Regions from separate parts of the Mus musculus genome. Here region 2 is linked to region 1. The links are chromatin contacts, called in public HiChIP or PLAC-seq maps. All regions are on one chromosome and are shown on one strand. The core of a region is the stretch at or near the end of the contact, and the rest is flanking DNA. Distances in the headings are between cores, read along the strand shown. Region 1 holds the start of Pdk1 (pyruvate dehydrogenase kinase, isoenzyme 1). Region 2 holds the start of Gm36857 (a long non-coding RNA gene).

What was found. HiChIP or PLAC-seq counts read pairs in DNA pulled down with a chosen protein or histone mark.
Region 2: an HNF4G HiChIP or PLAC-seq map of pancreatic cancer cells shows a contact between it and region 1. The contact joins the enhancer-like site here to the promoter of Pdk1 in region 1. A contact is called at or near these places in 6 of 39 promoter capture datasets (cranial neural crest, hippocampal neurons, neural stem cells and 3 more), 2 of 15 datasets of contacts at CTCF or cohesin (the NIH/3T3 cell line and pro-B cells), 25 of 115 datasets of contacts at active chromatin or transcription factors (the 230-238 cell line, the SCID.adh cell line, Th17 cells and 10 more) and 3 of 9 other capture datasets (adipose tissue, liver and macrophages).

Annotation. Positions count from the first base shown.
Region 1 is chr2:71,869,385-71,877,155 of GRCm38.p6, reverse strand. It overlaps Pdk1 (pyruvate dehydrogenase kinase, isoenzyme 1), which reads right to left and starts at 3,932. Exons shown (of 11, transcript NM_172665.5): 1 at 3,591-3,932; 2 at 1,609-1,750. The coding sequence starts at 3,786.
Region 2 is chr2:71,584,875-71,592,645 of GRCm38.p6, reverse strand. It overlaps Gm36857 (a long non-coding RNA gene), which reads right to left and starts at 1,317. Exons shown (of 3, transcript XR_374627.3): 1 at 1,214-1,317. Within about 2 kb of position 5,160, at least 1 of the 459 cell types and tissues checked has an H3K27ac peak or open chromatin away from gene starts, as enhancers often do. A contact at or near this core is called in pancreatic cancer cells, where this site is marked.

The sequences.
Region 1 (7,771 bases), core at 2,683-5,182:
GAATGAGAGAACAGACTCTTGCAAATTCTCTGACCTCCACAAGAATCCAAGCACATGGGTTCTCTCTCTCTCTCTCTCTCTCTCTCATACACACACACACACACACACACAGAGAGAGAGACAGAGAAAGAGAAAAACTGTAAAATGTAATTTAAAACAAAATTAGTAACACTCTAAAATTAACAAGCAGCCTGTGGTTGGCACGTGCCTATAATCCCAGCACTAGGGTGGTGAAGGCAGGAAGATGGTCTCAAAATAAACAAATATTAGAAATAAAGGATGCGGACAGGTAGCCACATAAAAAATATGTATATCCTTAAAATTTTTATTATAAGGTTGAAGAGATGGCTCAGTGGCTAAGAGAATTCCATTCTCTTTCCAAAGGACCTGGGTTTGGTTTTTGGCACCCCTATGTCTGTAACCCAAGGTCCAGGGGAACCTGGTACCTCTGTTTAGCCTCCACAGGCCCCAGGCACCTTTGGTGCACAGATACACAGCCAGGTAAAACATCCATACACTTAAAAAAATTTTTTTTTAATTTAAAACCTTATTATTTTAGCAAAATTGCAGTTTCCACATAATTACAATAACTTTTATTTTTAAAAGGGAAAAACTGACCAGTGCAGAACGTATGTTCATACCACATCATCACACTGAACTCAATACAGGTGTTACTAAAAACTGATCAATGCAAGATTGTGTGCATACTACATCATCATCATACTGAACTCATTAATACAGATGTTACTAAAAAGCAGAAGAAAAGTTGTAACTTTTTATTGTCTGCAACACGATCTCAAATAGTTCAATCTGGCCTAGAATAGAGTAAGTTGGTCTATGCAACCAAGTGAGACCTTTAACTCCTGATTCGTCTGCCTCCACTTCCGAAGGGTGCTGGGATGACAGGTGTGTACCACTTCCTCCGGTTTATGCAGTGCTAGGGGTTGAAACCAGGACCCAATGCATGCCGACAGCCATTCTACCACACTACGTCTCCATCCCCTAGCCTTTGTAATATAGAAAAAGATATACTTCACCAACATAAATTCACTTTATAATAAAGTACACACAGCCCTGGATACACACTACCATTCTGAGACACCATGGTACAACAAAGAGAGACACACTCAGGATTGAAACCCAGGGCTCCAGTGTCTGTGCTCACACCTGGACAAAGACTGTATCAGGTCTTAGCTTCCTCACCAGTGAAAGGAGTCAGTAGCACCTACCAGGCATGGTTGAAAAAAATAAAACGAAATGTGTATCTAAATATATAGCCATTAACAAATAGTAACTACTTTTCTCATTAGAATTTAACACTCTCAAAAACAAACAAACAAACAAATAAAATATGTAAAAGTATTTTCTTTAACCTTGGATAAAATTCACAAGTCCACTGTAATTGTAAACACAAGATGGGACACTTGCTGGGCAGTGGTGGCACACGCCTTTACTCCCAGCACTCAAAGGCAGAGGCAGGGAGATCTTTGTGTTTGGGGCTAGCCTGGTCTTCAGAGTGAGTTCCAGGACAGCCAGGCCTATACTGAGAAACCCCATCTCAAAACAAACAAACAGAACCAGAGCAAAACAAAAAAGATGGGCTCTTACCAACTTTGCACCAGCTGTACGGATGGGGTCCTGAGAAGATTGTCGGGGAGGAGGCTGATTTCTTTCATTATATTTGCCAATCTAACAGGCAACTCTTGTCGCAGAAACATAAACGAGGTCTTTTCACAAGCATTCACTGACCCTGAAACCAAGCACAGTGACAGGCAGTGAGTGACAGGCACCGGTAGCCGGAGCGAGAAAAGGAGAGTCAGTCACTTGGCAAGGCCACAACGGTACATTTACCATAGTGAGAGGAAGGAACTAGGAAACAAAGATATATCCAGGCACAGTTGAACTAACCGGTCTATAAAGTAATCCTGATTCCAAACTGACTTCCAATTCCTGAAATTCCAACTGCTCAGTACAACCATGTATGCTCAGTACAACCATGTAGGTACTTGTTATACTTCAGGATGACTAGGATTCAGGTAAGCTGTCTGCAGTAAGGCTCAGGGCCTGTGAAGAGAACTGGGAAAGGCCAATTCTATATACCCCACTGCTGCTGCCTTTAGAAATTCTGACTCCTGCTGGGAAGTAATGGCTGGAATCTTTAATCCCAGAACTTGGGAGACAGAAGAACGAGGAACTCTCTGATTTCAAAGCCAGCCTGATCCACAGAGTGAGTTCCAGGACACCAAAGCTACAGAGAAACCTTGTCTCGAAAAACCAAAAAAAGAAGAAAAAAAAAAAAAAAAAGGAAAAGAAAGAAATCCTGACTCTCGACTTTTGAGTAAATTCTGACCCAAGTCATTGACTAGACACAAATACTAACCACCAGAACAAATACCACCAGAACACAGTCAGTACAGAGGTTTTCAGGCAACAGAAGGCAAAGACCATCAACACAGTATCACCAACCATCAAGTGGAACCAGCTCAGTTGTCTGATTCCTGAGACCATCACCTCCCCCTTCCTCCACTCTTGAATCCAGATGTTTGGCAGAAGAGTTGATAAGTGTCCCTCCCCTGGCAAGCACCTTCACTTGAACTAAAAAAGTCACATTTCAGCAATCCATTTGAAACTAAGTGGACCTCGCAGATGGAACCTTAGCAGAAAACTATCTTGTCAACAGTAGCAGTATTATTAAGGAAAGCATCTTGCCAAAGTTTAATAGCGTATTCATGAACAAGGTGAACATTGCTACACCACAGTACAGGCATTCACAAATAAAAGCAAAACACACACACAAAACGGGGGCCTTTCATAGTCCCTTACTAAAGAAACACAAGGAAAAGCACCTGTCACTTCAAACCACAATTTTAAGATAAAGTACCTACCCCCACCACTAATCTCTCGTGCGTGCTAACCATGTTATAACCTGGCAGCACGACACAGAAGATAACTTTTTCTACTCCAGAACTTTCGGATTTCAATGTTAAGAGTTTATTCTAAGCATTTCCCTTTCCGCCTCATTACTCCTGATGAGAAGCCAAAAGTCAAAGGCCTAATTCTGCAGTTCTGCAATCTGTTACACACAGACAAGACCATGCACTTTACACGTGCTTGAGACTGGCTGCTGTTGAAACGAATTTGCTCTCGGTGAAAACACTGGCGAGGAAAGCACTGGGCCAGTAGTAACTTGTTTTCCAGCCATCACGCCACTCCAAACGATCGCCACTGTGCTGGCACCGATCTCGCCTCTGCAGAACACCACCCTCGAAGCAGTTTGAGCCCTGGCCTTGAACCTGAGCAAGGCATCCCCAAAGACACCAGGTCCCCAAGCGCGCACCTACGCACGTGCGCGGAAGGCTGCAGCCGCGGGCCCCCTGCTTTGTTTTTTTGGGTTTGTAGTTTTTTTTTTTTTTTTAAACACACTATAGTCGCACGTCCCTGTTACGTGCCCGGCCTTCCAGCGCCCGCTCCCTCCGAGGAGGAAGGAAGCACCTAAGACGCAGGGGGGGCGACACGAGGGAGGAGGAGGGGTGCGCCTGGGAGGACGGGGCCCGTGCACAGAGGCCCGACGGCCCAGCGGCCGCCCTCACCGAAGTCCAGGAACTGCTTCATGGAGAGTGGCGACGGCGAGAAGCGCGCATAGAAGTCCACCTGGCCCGGAACGCCAAGCTCCGACGCCGGCCCGGAACCCGAGGCCGAGGCCGAGGCCAGGCTACGGCTGGCGCAGGGGACGGCGCAGAGCGGCCTGACGCTCGTGCCGCCCCGCAGCAGCCTTGCCAGCCTCATACCGAGCCCCGCCGGAGGAGCCGGAGCTCCGGGCGCCAACCTGCGGCTGTATGCCGCTGCCCGGGCGCTACGTGCGGGACGTGGCTGGCCGCGGGGGCGGGGAGCTGCTGTCAGCGCTGCGGCCACCGCCCCCTCGCTGGAACCACGCCCCCGTAGGCGGAGCACGGACAGCACGGAGGAGGGCGAAAGGCTGCGCTAGCCACCGCCCCTGGTTAAAGACACGCCCATGTAGGCGGGGCCCTGGGAGGACGGAGGCGGGGAAAGAAAAAAAAAAAGGGAGCGCTGCTGAGCTTTGTGGGGTGTGGTGCAGCTGAAACCACCCGGAGCGAGTGGCCGCCGTGGGAGCCCGGCTTAAACGATCCAGCTTGCGCTGTGTTGCACCCCTTTGCACCCTTTCGTACTTCCTCCGCCCTCCCAGTCTCAGCGGAAAAGCTCTAGGCTGTGCGAGATCGTTGGCAATGAGCCTGTTCTCATTGCCCTTGGATCATGCAAGCCCTTGATTTGCAGGTGCAGCCGAACAGTGGTACAAGAGTTGAACTTGGGGGTGTGGCTCTAAAGAATTCCACAGCAACGAAAGTCCCGGGAAGAGCGCGTTGAAACACTTTATGCAAGCAATATTGCCACAGTACTTAAAGACTACTCGCTCTTTTTCTGTTAACTCATCTTAGAGTTACAATGTGCCTGCTCCATCTTTTCAATGTATAGAGATAGTGAATGTAGAATTAGAACATATTTAATATCTAACCCCACGAAAATCACGTCTGTCTTCTGAACACTGTAAAGTCCCCATCCAACTACCCTAACATTTGCTGTGTCTTAGGTGCAAGAAAACTATCCTGCCACGTGTGAAGTTTATCAATTATGTAGAATACACACCGAATAACACTTCATAGCTCCATGCTGGTCGCTTTTGGGTTTTGTTTTGGTTTTGTTTATGTTTTATGAGACAGGGTTTCTCTGTATAGCCGTGACTGTCCTGGAACTCGCTCTGTAGACCATGCTGGCCTCGAACCCAGAAATCCACCTGCCTCTGCCTCCCAAGTGCTGGAATTAAAGGCATGCGCCACCACTGCCCCGCTCGCTATTGGGTTTTGAAAAAACACAAATCATGAAGTCTGGGATGTAGCTCATATCCAAAGCCCTGCGTTTCATCCCCAGCACAAGGAAAGAAAAAACAAAAGCAACCCCCCCCACCCCACCCCCCCACATTGTGTTGGCCCAGGTTTATAATTTCAGCGATCTGCAAGTGGAAGCAGCAATGTGGGAGGTGAGAATTCTAAGGTCATCCGAAATCATGCCAGCCTGTTATTCTGACTCCTATCTGAAAACAAAGAAACAAATACCTGCCCACCCTCCCCCAACATACACAGAAAAACAGAAATTAGATCAGAGTCCCTTTAAAGAAAGCTGTTATTCTGTATCCAACAAACTGTGTGTAGCACAAAGCGGGGATATTGTCCGCATGGAAACAAAAGCAAGTGGTTTTGATTCTAGAGAAAGAAAAATTGTTTTTCCTCAAGTATCCAGTAGAAATTGTGGTCTCCTCTTGGGGTTCTTAGTCTCATTTAGAAAAGAGTTTAAGAATAGACTAAAGTGGAAGCTCAAGGATAATTTTATTAAAGTTTAAAAGAAGAAAAAAAAAACCTCCAAGGTAAACAAGCTGTGCATCTCAGCAGCTGCCTGGAGGAGGAGAATGGGGTAAAGAAAGAAAACAAACAAACAAACAAACAAAAAAGCACAAACCAACGAAAAGACCTATGCTGCTCCAGTTACTGGCATGGAGGTCAGATGGAGGTCTGCCACAGGGTGGGAAGGGGGGCCTTAGAGAAAAGGGTAAGGAAGCCCAAAGTATCAGAAAAAGCAGCATCAAAGAGGGAGGGGGTAAAGGGAGGGAGGAAAAAAGGGAAAATTGTGCCTTTCTGACTCCAACCCAGTACCTCATGGTGGTTTATAGGAACAGTGTTGGGGAAGGAGGAATTCTGGGAAGGAAAAGTACAATATCTCATTAAAGGACAAAATATTTCTTCTACCTATTTAGGATAGCTGAAGGCGAGTTTGCTTTCCTAGCAGTCCCAGGCCAGGTGATTGACACTGCCCAACTGCAATGTTAGCTCTCCACCCAGGCCAGAGAATCTAGCCCCTTCACCAGATGGAGGTTTGTTTTTCTTTCGTTTAAGAGTTATTTTATTTATATGAGTACACTGCTGTAGCTGTTTCCAGACACACCAGAAGAGGGCATCAGATCCCATTACATATGGTTGTGAGCCACCATGTGGTTGCTGGGAATTGAACTCAGGACCTTTAGAAGAGCAGTCAGTGCTCTTAACCACTGAGCCATCTCTCCTGCCCCTAGAGGGTTTTTTGGTTTTGGTTTGGTTTTTTTGTTTTTTCTTTTTTGGTTTATTGTTTGTTTGTTTGTTTGTTTGTTTGTTTTAGAGACAGGGTTTCTCAGTGTAGCCCTGGCTGTCCTGGAACTTACTCTGTAGACCAGGCTGGCCTCAAACTCAGAAATCCGCCTGCCTCTGCCTGCCAAGTGCTAGGATTAAAGGTGTGTGCCACCACCGCCCGGCTTGTTTTTTTCTTAATGGGTCTTTAAGGCTATTCTAACATTAAGTCCTTTGTTGCATCAGACCCTGTAAAGAAACAAAAACAAGAAAAAGATGCCTATTTCATATATTTGTGCTGTATAGCTGGGGAATGATAATTTTTAAAAAAAGTGGCCTTGAATCCCAGCATATAATATCTCCAATATAGTATAGTGAAATGATTGTTTAGAGAAATGATAAGTCATTATAAATTGAAATATCCTTAACAAAACAACCTATTTTTATAGCTGTTCCACTGTCTACTGCTTTTCTCCAGTGGCCTGTAGCTCAAATCCATCTGCCAAAGGAAGCATATTTGGGGCAGGAATTTCAGGTATCTTACAACACCATCCTGTCAAATGCAGGAGAGCTTGTTGTTTGAAAGGATTAAGTTTGTTCTGGATGACCCGGAGAGCAGATGGAAACCACAGAGTAACAGACACAATTCAACATGGAAAACTGTTGTCCGTTATACAGCCATTTCAGTCAGATGGACATCATGGAGGGAGGGGCTCTTGTTAGTGACCCTTAGATAGGAGTCTAGAAAACAGCTCTATAAGGATGGCCCTGGGAGGCTGTGGGAAAATAGGGTATTGTAAAGGAAAGAGCCTGGGTTGCATCTTAATGCTTTGACTGTGCTCTGTCAGTCATATGCCTTTCCATGTGTGTCTGTCTTAATCTCTCTGAGTGTAATGGTTTGTAGATGCTCAGCCCAGGGAGTGCACTATTAAAAGGTGTGGCCCTGTTAAAGTAGGTGTGTCACTGTGGGTGTGGGCTTTAAGACCCTCATCCTAGCTGCCTGGAAACCAGTATTCTCCTAAATTTGCCTTCAGATGAAGATGTAGAACTCTCAGTTCTTTCTGCACCATGTCTGCCTGGGCAATACCATGCTCCTACCTTGATGATAAATAATGCGACTGGACCTCTGAACCTGTTAGCCTGCCCCAATTAAATGCTGCCCTTTATAAGACTTGGCATTGGTCATGGTGTCTGCTCACAGCAGTAAAACCTTAACTAAGACACTGAGTATCAATATAGTACTAGGAAAGTACAACAAATGCCTTCATAAGTCTTCGTAGCATAAATAGTATAGTTATATATGTTTACACAATGCCCAGGCCTTACTAAAGAGCTAATAAAAAGGTATCTTATGTGTGGGGCGTGGTGGCGCACGCCTTTAATCCCAGCAATTGGGAGGCAGAGGCAGGCAGATTTCTGAGTTCGAGGCCAGCCTGGTCTACAGAGTGAGTTCCAGGACAGCCAGGACTACCCAGAGAAACCCTGTCTCGAAAAACAAACAAACAAAAAAGGCATCTCATTATTAGGATTTTATGAGAACTATTCCACATACATGGTGTGCCAGAGGTTCAGTAGGAAATAATTTAAAATTGAATATAAAC
Region 2 (7,771 bases), core at 3,911-6,410, 290 kb after region 1:
TTGGAGAGATGGCCTAGTGGTTAGGAGTGTGTACTGCTCTTGCAAAGGACTGGAGATCTGTTCCCAACACCAACTTCTCCTGCTCACAAGTGCCTGGAAGTCTAGCTGTAGAGCTCTGAAGCACAGATCAGTGAAGCTGAAGATGGGTCAACAGAGAGCATACATTTTGAGAAGAAAACATGTGGGAAATTTTTAAGAAACTGTAGACAATATGGTAGTGGACAAACTGGCCTTCAGCTGATTAAATACTTTGTGTTTCATTTTTTGTTTTGTTTTGTTTTTGAGACAGGGCCTCACTACGTAGCTCTGGCTTTCCAGGAACTCACTTTGTAGCCCAGGCTGGTTTCAAACTTGTGACCTTCCCTTCTCAGCATCGTAAGCCGTAGGACTAGGATGTGTGTCACCATGCCCATCTGAATGCCCTTCACGCCACTGAAAAACACATTTCAAACTGGCTAAACCAGCGAACTTCATGTTACTTATATTTGACCACAATGTAAAATTAAGACTGTTTGTTTTAACCATAGCAGAAGCTTGGTGTGGAGCAATGGGCCTAGCCTACCTAAGTGCCTCAGACTGTGGGGGTGGGAGGGAGAGTGGGAGGCTGGCTGGCTACATCTTCAACTAATAATTCTAATTTTTAGACTCTGTACCAAGAAAACAGAAAGGGAACACACAAGATTTAAGTGACCAGCACAAAAACCACCTACCCAAGGTGGACAGTCAGAAGTAAGCAGGCAAGTTCTCATAGATTGAATAGTAGATAGCATTCAAAGAGCTTATAAGAACCCTTACTAATGTGTAGCATGCTCTTGATATCAAGCTGAGTTGGTAAAACAAAAATCAAGGCAGAAGCTAATATTAAAATTAAAAGGGTATAGAAATAAATCATTTTCAAAGGGAAATAACCCTAAATGTTTTGATGCTTTTTAAAATTATGGCTTCTGTTTTCTTTGAATTCTGATTTTTCCCTAATGAGTACAGGTTTTACTTAATGGGTAAAATTGTAATTGAGTATAAGACTTGAAGAGATTAAATGACGTTCTCGAGAAAGCCCTGGACCTCATATGGGGCTACCTAAAGAAAACGATGAGAAAATCAATCACGCAATCCCTTGAGAGGAGAGCTAGTGCGACCTAAAATTAGTCACCAGATAGAAGTCACAGAAAGTAAGGTAGAAGACCCTGAATATAGAAGTCCAGTTTCTTCCAACCTGAGAAATGGAGTTTCCCCAGAAGCCTCTAGAAGACAGAGTCAAAGTTGAATGTTGAAGTCGTGAAAGCCACATAAGGGGGCTACAGCGTCTCAGGAAGACCATAAAAGGACAGCTTTGGAGAAATTGTTCAGTCAGCAGGGGAAGGATGCCACAGCCAGAGACCCCCAAAGAAGAGGCGCCTGTCTAACGCGGGCCGCATGAGCTGTGTGAACTAGAGCAAACAGCCTTTCCTCAGCGCGCATGCGCTCCTCCTATCAGCCCTCCCAGGCTTGGCACCGCAACCACCCAGGGAGGTGAGTGCGTGCCACTCTCCTGGTAAATTGCAAGTTGTTCCTTTGTTGAAGAGAGCGGCTCAGGAGGGTTTCTAGAGTCTAAATTATATCCTGGTAAAACGAGGACCATACCCTGACATGGCAAGATGCTATTTCCTGGGTCTGTTTACTGCTTTTATTTTTCTCTTCCCTCTGACTTTAGAATTTACTAAACATCTTAGATGTACATTGGATCCATTCCTATACAGCTAAAGCTATCATCTGTTGCTTTTAAGGCGTTTGGAAGACAGGGGAAGCTTTCATTTTAAAATGTGAACAGTTCTAAGATGTTAAAGCATCACTGAGTGTGTTGCTATGCCTATAATTCTGGTACCAGGGCAGTGGAGGCAGGAGAATTGGAATTTCAAGGTCATTCTCTACTGCATAGTGAATTCAAGGATAGCTTGGGCTATATGAGACTCCATCCAAAATAAGTAAAATAAATAAATAAATAACTTTTCTTACATTTAAAAGCATCACCAGAGTTGGAGGTTTAGCTCAGTGATAGAGTGCTTGCCTAGTGAGCATGAAGCCCTGGGTTTGGTCCTCAGCTCTGGAAGCAAAGCAAAGCAAAACAAACAAACAAACAAACAAACAAACAAACAAGGATAATTGGCACATACAACCTTGCAGGGCGGTAGTGGCACAGGCCATTAATCCCGGCACTCAGGAGGCAGAGAAGGCAGATTTCTGTGTGTTTGAGGCCAACCTGGTCTACAGAGTGAGTTCCAGGACAGTCAGGGCTACACAGAAAAACCCTGGGTTTTTTTTTGTTTGTTTGTTTGGTTGGTTGGTTGGTTGGTTTGGTTTGGTTTTGGGTTTTGTTGTTGTTGTTGTTGTTGTTTTTTAAGTAAATAAATAAATTAATGCATCATCAAAATCCAAGCATCAGTGAATGGAATAAATTTGATAGTTCTAAAAATGATGCTAGCAACTTCAGACTGTGAAGCTAAATCCACAGGAAGACACTGAACTATACAGATTCATCATCTCACAATCACAGAGCATCTCTGTGCTTCGAGCCAAGTATCGTCCTAGTGCTGAAGAATGGACAGCTTAGGAGAAGCGTGGTATGTGGTGAAAAAGAGGCAATCCTTGCCTACCAGCACCTCCAAGCACGGCCACAGTAAGATATACCGGGCAGCTGGGACACTCGGCAGACATGGAGGCATCTTTCTGTTTGATGCCCAGAGATTGAACTCACCATGGTGGCGGGAGAGGGGGGTGTGTAGAAAGACAGATTTTCTGCAGGCAAAGCCATGAAAGAAGGACAATGAAGGCAGAAAAAGAGAAATATAGGTCAAAGCAAGAGAGAGGAGACTCCTTCCAGATGAGATTGCAGTTCCTGGGTTTCTCTATTACACACTTAGCTAGGCTGGAGTCTCTAGCAGTGGGGTCAAGTTTAAATAAAGTCCTCCCTGTGGCTTAGGAGATGAAGAGGGTGGTACATAAACTGGCCACGCAGAAGCAGGAGTAGAGAAAAGAACCGAGTCAGGCTCCTTTGCTTTGACGGCATCTCGGCCTACCCTAGTGAGGTTATCCTGCCTGTTTGGACAGCCCTGAGACTACGTAGTAAGAAAGAGACAGATATTTGGTACAATTGAATCTAATATGAACATTTTCAAACTAAGTATAAACGAAATACCGATCCTCTGATGGCAGACCAGACACCCACAGCTGCCACAATCCAACGAAAGACAGCAGCGAGCTTTCTTGGATGGCTGGAGACAGAAGTTGCCAGTCATCCTGTGAGATTAGTGTGGATTCCTGTGTAGCTACGGCTAGAAGGGAGGCCATCACAGCCTTGTAATTTTCTCAGACATTTGCCAAACCCTCAACAATGAGCCACCTCTATGGTTAACCACAGCAAGGACCATGCGGGAAGTAGTGGGACCAGATTCCGGCTCTGACTCAGCCTTGAGGGAATGTTTCTCCCTCTAGGAAATCCCTAATGACACAGTAGCTCTGCTGCATCTTCCATCGGTGGCCAACGGCTGACACACCTCGGAGCCACTGGTCTCTGGCCGTAGAAAGGACAATGGGAATGGTGCCTTGTAAAATGCTATGAAATCCTCCGGAATAGATTTGTCCACAGCCATATAGTAGATCATTGTGCAGAACGAAGGCCCTCTATCTACAATGTCCAGGGAAACCCTCTGCAATATGGTACCAGTGCAAAAAAGGCAAGCTACAGAGCATACAGTCCGATCTTACATGTTTAATGAAAATATACATGCCTAATTGCAAGTACATGGAAGTCTCTGGAATGAGCTAAAAGACGCTGTCATGTCTAGGGATAGGAGTTTTATTTGTGCCTGATTTCCTTCTGTGCTACTTTTACAACTTCAAAGGCATTTAAAATTCTTCCAGTTTATGTGATGGTCAAGGCTAAGAAAAAATCATGATAACTATAGCATCTCTGTGCTAAGCAAATGAAATGAAAACCACCCCCAAGCTTAGCTCTCTCTAGGCTAACGCCTTTCTTTATTAGTAAGGAACTCCAGTCGGTCCTACTACAGTGTTACTTAAAAATAAGATTGTTATTCTGGCCCAGAATTGTTCCAGTCTAAAAGAACTGCAGGGACAACAACAGAGAAGAGACTGAGGGAAAGGCACTCGAGTAAATGGCCCAACTTGGGATCCATTTCAAGGGAAGGCCCCCAAGGCCTGATACTATTACTGATGCTATGGTGTGCTTACAGACAAGAAGCCTAGCATGGCTGCCCTCTCAGAAGTCCAAAAGGCAGCTGAGACAGATGCAGATACTTACACCCAACCAATGGACAGAAGACAAGGAACCCCTGTGGTTGAATTAGGGAAAAGCTGGAAGGTGAGAAGGGTGACCCCATAGGAAGACCAGCAGTCTCAACTGACCTGGCCCCCTGGGATCTCTCAGATACTGAGCCACCAATCAAGCAGCAAACACCAGCTGGTCGGAGGTCCTGACACATATACAGCAGAGAGCTGCCTGGTCTGGCCTCAGTGGGAGAAGACGCTCCTAACCCTCAAGAGACTTGAGGCCCCAGGGTGTGGAAAAGCCTGGCAGGGGACAGTTGGGGAGAGGGGGATATTCTCTTGGAGACTGGAGGGAGGAGGAATGGGGTGGGGCACTGAGGGTGGGGGGAACAGGGAAGAGTACCATGGCTGGACTATTTTAAAAAGTAATAAAAAATAAGGTTTTTTATTATTTTAAATTATGTTCATGTATTTATGTAGGTGTGTTCAGGTGCCCATAGAGGCCAAAGGTGGAATTCTAGAGTTCTGAGCTTCCTGGCATGGCTGGGATGCCTTTGAATGTGTTGTTGGGTGGAGAGTGGCTTCTGTCTCTAACCAGGTTCTTGTCCTTCTTCAAGGGTGGAGTGGACAGACAGTAAAGGGTACTAAGAGGAGATACTTTACTGAAAATGAGTAAGGCATCTTAAGTCAGATTGCCGCGGGAGCTTTAAATAAACCAAATTTGAATTCTCCGTAGCAGAAGGACGCCATTACGATGCTAAAATGTTACAGCTAAACTGTAAACAGTAAACTGGGGTCCTCTGAACAGCTGCCTCTCTGCCTCGCTCTATCATGCTCATTTTCTGTTCCGTGGACTTCACAGTGAACAAATAGTAATAAAGGTCAGACATGGTGACTCGTGCTCAAAGTCCCAGCACGGAAGAGATGGGCGTGAGAGGGTCGGGCACTCGGGCTCAGCCTCAGCTACATCTAAGTAAGTCAATCTGAAACACATGTCTCAAGAACAAAGATAAAACAAAACTAACGGTATGTATGTGTACAAATTAGATGCATGGAAGGAGACATACACAAGGCTAAATGCTGAACAAGTACAGCTAACCACTCTTAACACTCAGAAACCTAACAATCCCTCCGCTCATTGTCTGGAAACAGCAACCCTCCTCGGTATGGGATGGTTTCTATCAAAGTATCCACCTCCAGGCTGCCAAAGAGCAGGCCCTACCCTGCCTGACCCTCTGCAGATGGAAAGAGCTTCAGGCATCAAACTCAGGGAGGACAAGACTCTCTGATAGACAGGAAACTCAAGCCTAGAGGAAAGGGAGATACAGAGAAAAACAAAACCCCTATTGTCAAGCTTCTGACAGCCACAGGGGATATGGGGGGGAGTGGGGGGAGACGCGATGACAAAAAAAAAAAGCCACCAAAAAACAATCAACAACCAGAAATGATGCTGACTTTCTTTCTTTATTTTTTGTTTTGTTTGTTTGTTTGTTTTGTTTTGTTTTTCGAGACAGGGTTTCTCTGTGTAGCCCTGGCTGTCCTGGAACCCACTCTGTAGACCAGGCTGGCCTCGAACTCAGAAATCCACCTGCCTCTGCCTCCCGAGTGCTGGGATTAAAGGCGTGCGCCACCACCACCGGTTTGATGCTAACTTTCAACAGCTCTCCCCTAATTGGATGGATATGAGAGATTCAACCAATCAGGGCCCAGCTGGTCAATCTCAGCACCTCGCTGCTCACTTTCCCCACAAAGCTCCAAGGAGAAGGAAGACACCTTGTATTAGTTACTTCGGTGCTGCTGGGATAAAACATCATCACCAAAGCAACTTCTAGAGGAAAAAAACGTTTATTTGGGCTTTCGGTTCCAGAGGGATCGGAGTCCACAAATGTGGAGGCATGAGTGAAATGGAGGCGTAATAGTCTGAACAGGAAGGAAAAGCTCACATCTTCAAACCCAAGCAGGAAGCGGGGAAAGCTAACTAGAAACGACAGAGGATTTTAAACTCTCAAAAACTGCTTCCGTGCCACCTAAACCTTCTCAAAAAGCGCCACCAACTAGGGACCTGGAGTTCACACAGACTTCATTCAGACTACCCCACACAAGACTTTAGAGCTGTATCCCAGCTCTGGCTTGGAGGCTTTCAGAGAAAACTCCTAGACTCACAAGGGGAGGGAAGACAGGGGAGACCGCTGGCTGCTCTAAGGCCCTGCAAGTGCTATAAGCTTCTCAGAGCTGCACAGGGGCTCTAAAAGGAATGGCTCCTGATTGGCATAAGGAGGCCTTTGGGGTGGAGGGCAGTCCAGCTGTAACATTTTAGCATCGTAATGGAGATCCTGCTGCTACGGAGAATTCAAATTTGGTTTATTTAAAGCCCCCGTGGCAATCTGACTTAAGATGCCTTACTCATTTTCAGTAAAGTATCTCCTCTTAGTACCCTTTACTGTCTGTCCACTCCACCCTTGAAGAAGGACAAGAACCTGGTTAGAGACAGAAGCCACTCTCCACCCAACAACACATTCAAAGGCATCCCAGCCACGAGTATTAGTTGAGGGACAAACAATATTCTAAGTTGTACCAACCAGAAACTTCTCTAAAATTTGGCATCTAAGTCCTGAAAGGAAAATGTGTCTCTTTCTCCAGGCCTTTGAGCAGTGTAGACAAGGACATGACCCAGCCAGGCAGAGGTGAACAGAGTTGAGACACAGTGGATGGAGAATGGGGACAGAGTTGAGAACGTCATCTGAATTCCTGAACCCCACCAAGCTTAAAGCCGAAAGCACTCTCTTGGTCTTCCCGTTCGTATGATCGATAAATCTAATGTCTTTGTCCACTTCATATCACTATCACTAAGTCTCAAGGGCTGAGAAGCTTATGAGGAAAAGAGGTTCATTTATGTCACCGTTTTGAAAGCTGGTTGTCTGTGATTGTCAGGCTCATCTGGTCAGCCTCTGGGGAAGGTCTCCTCGCTGTGGACAGATGGCATCACCGGGCAAGAGAAAGATCACACAGCAAAAGAAGAAGCAAGAGACAGGCTCACTGTTCCGTAATAATGGCTGTCATATAAACCAACTCACTTGTAAATCCCAGAATTAATGGTGGCCAGGATCTCACCCTTCAACACTGCACCTCACCTCTCAGCTGCCGCCATCTTTCAGGGTTATGATATTGGGAACCAAACATAAGTATGGTGATATTCTAATGTAATATAATGTAATGATCATCTTTTTACAGAGACAAACAGTGTCCAAATGAGAGCAGTTGGGCTTTCTTGATGTTTCCTTGTAACCTAAGAGCTCTTAACTAACTACTGTCACTTTTGTCTCATCAAGGGCATAAGCACCACTCCAGGATGGGGAATATCGGTCACATTCAAGATCCAAGTTTTATATTTTTATTCTGAATGTCATTGCCAAGTAGGAAATCCTATTTATTCTTCGGGAAAAGGAGATTCACGAATTCATTATATGGAAATACAATTCATCTGCAGCCAAGCCTAAGAAAAAAATAA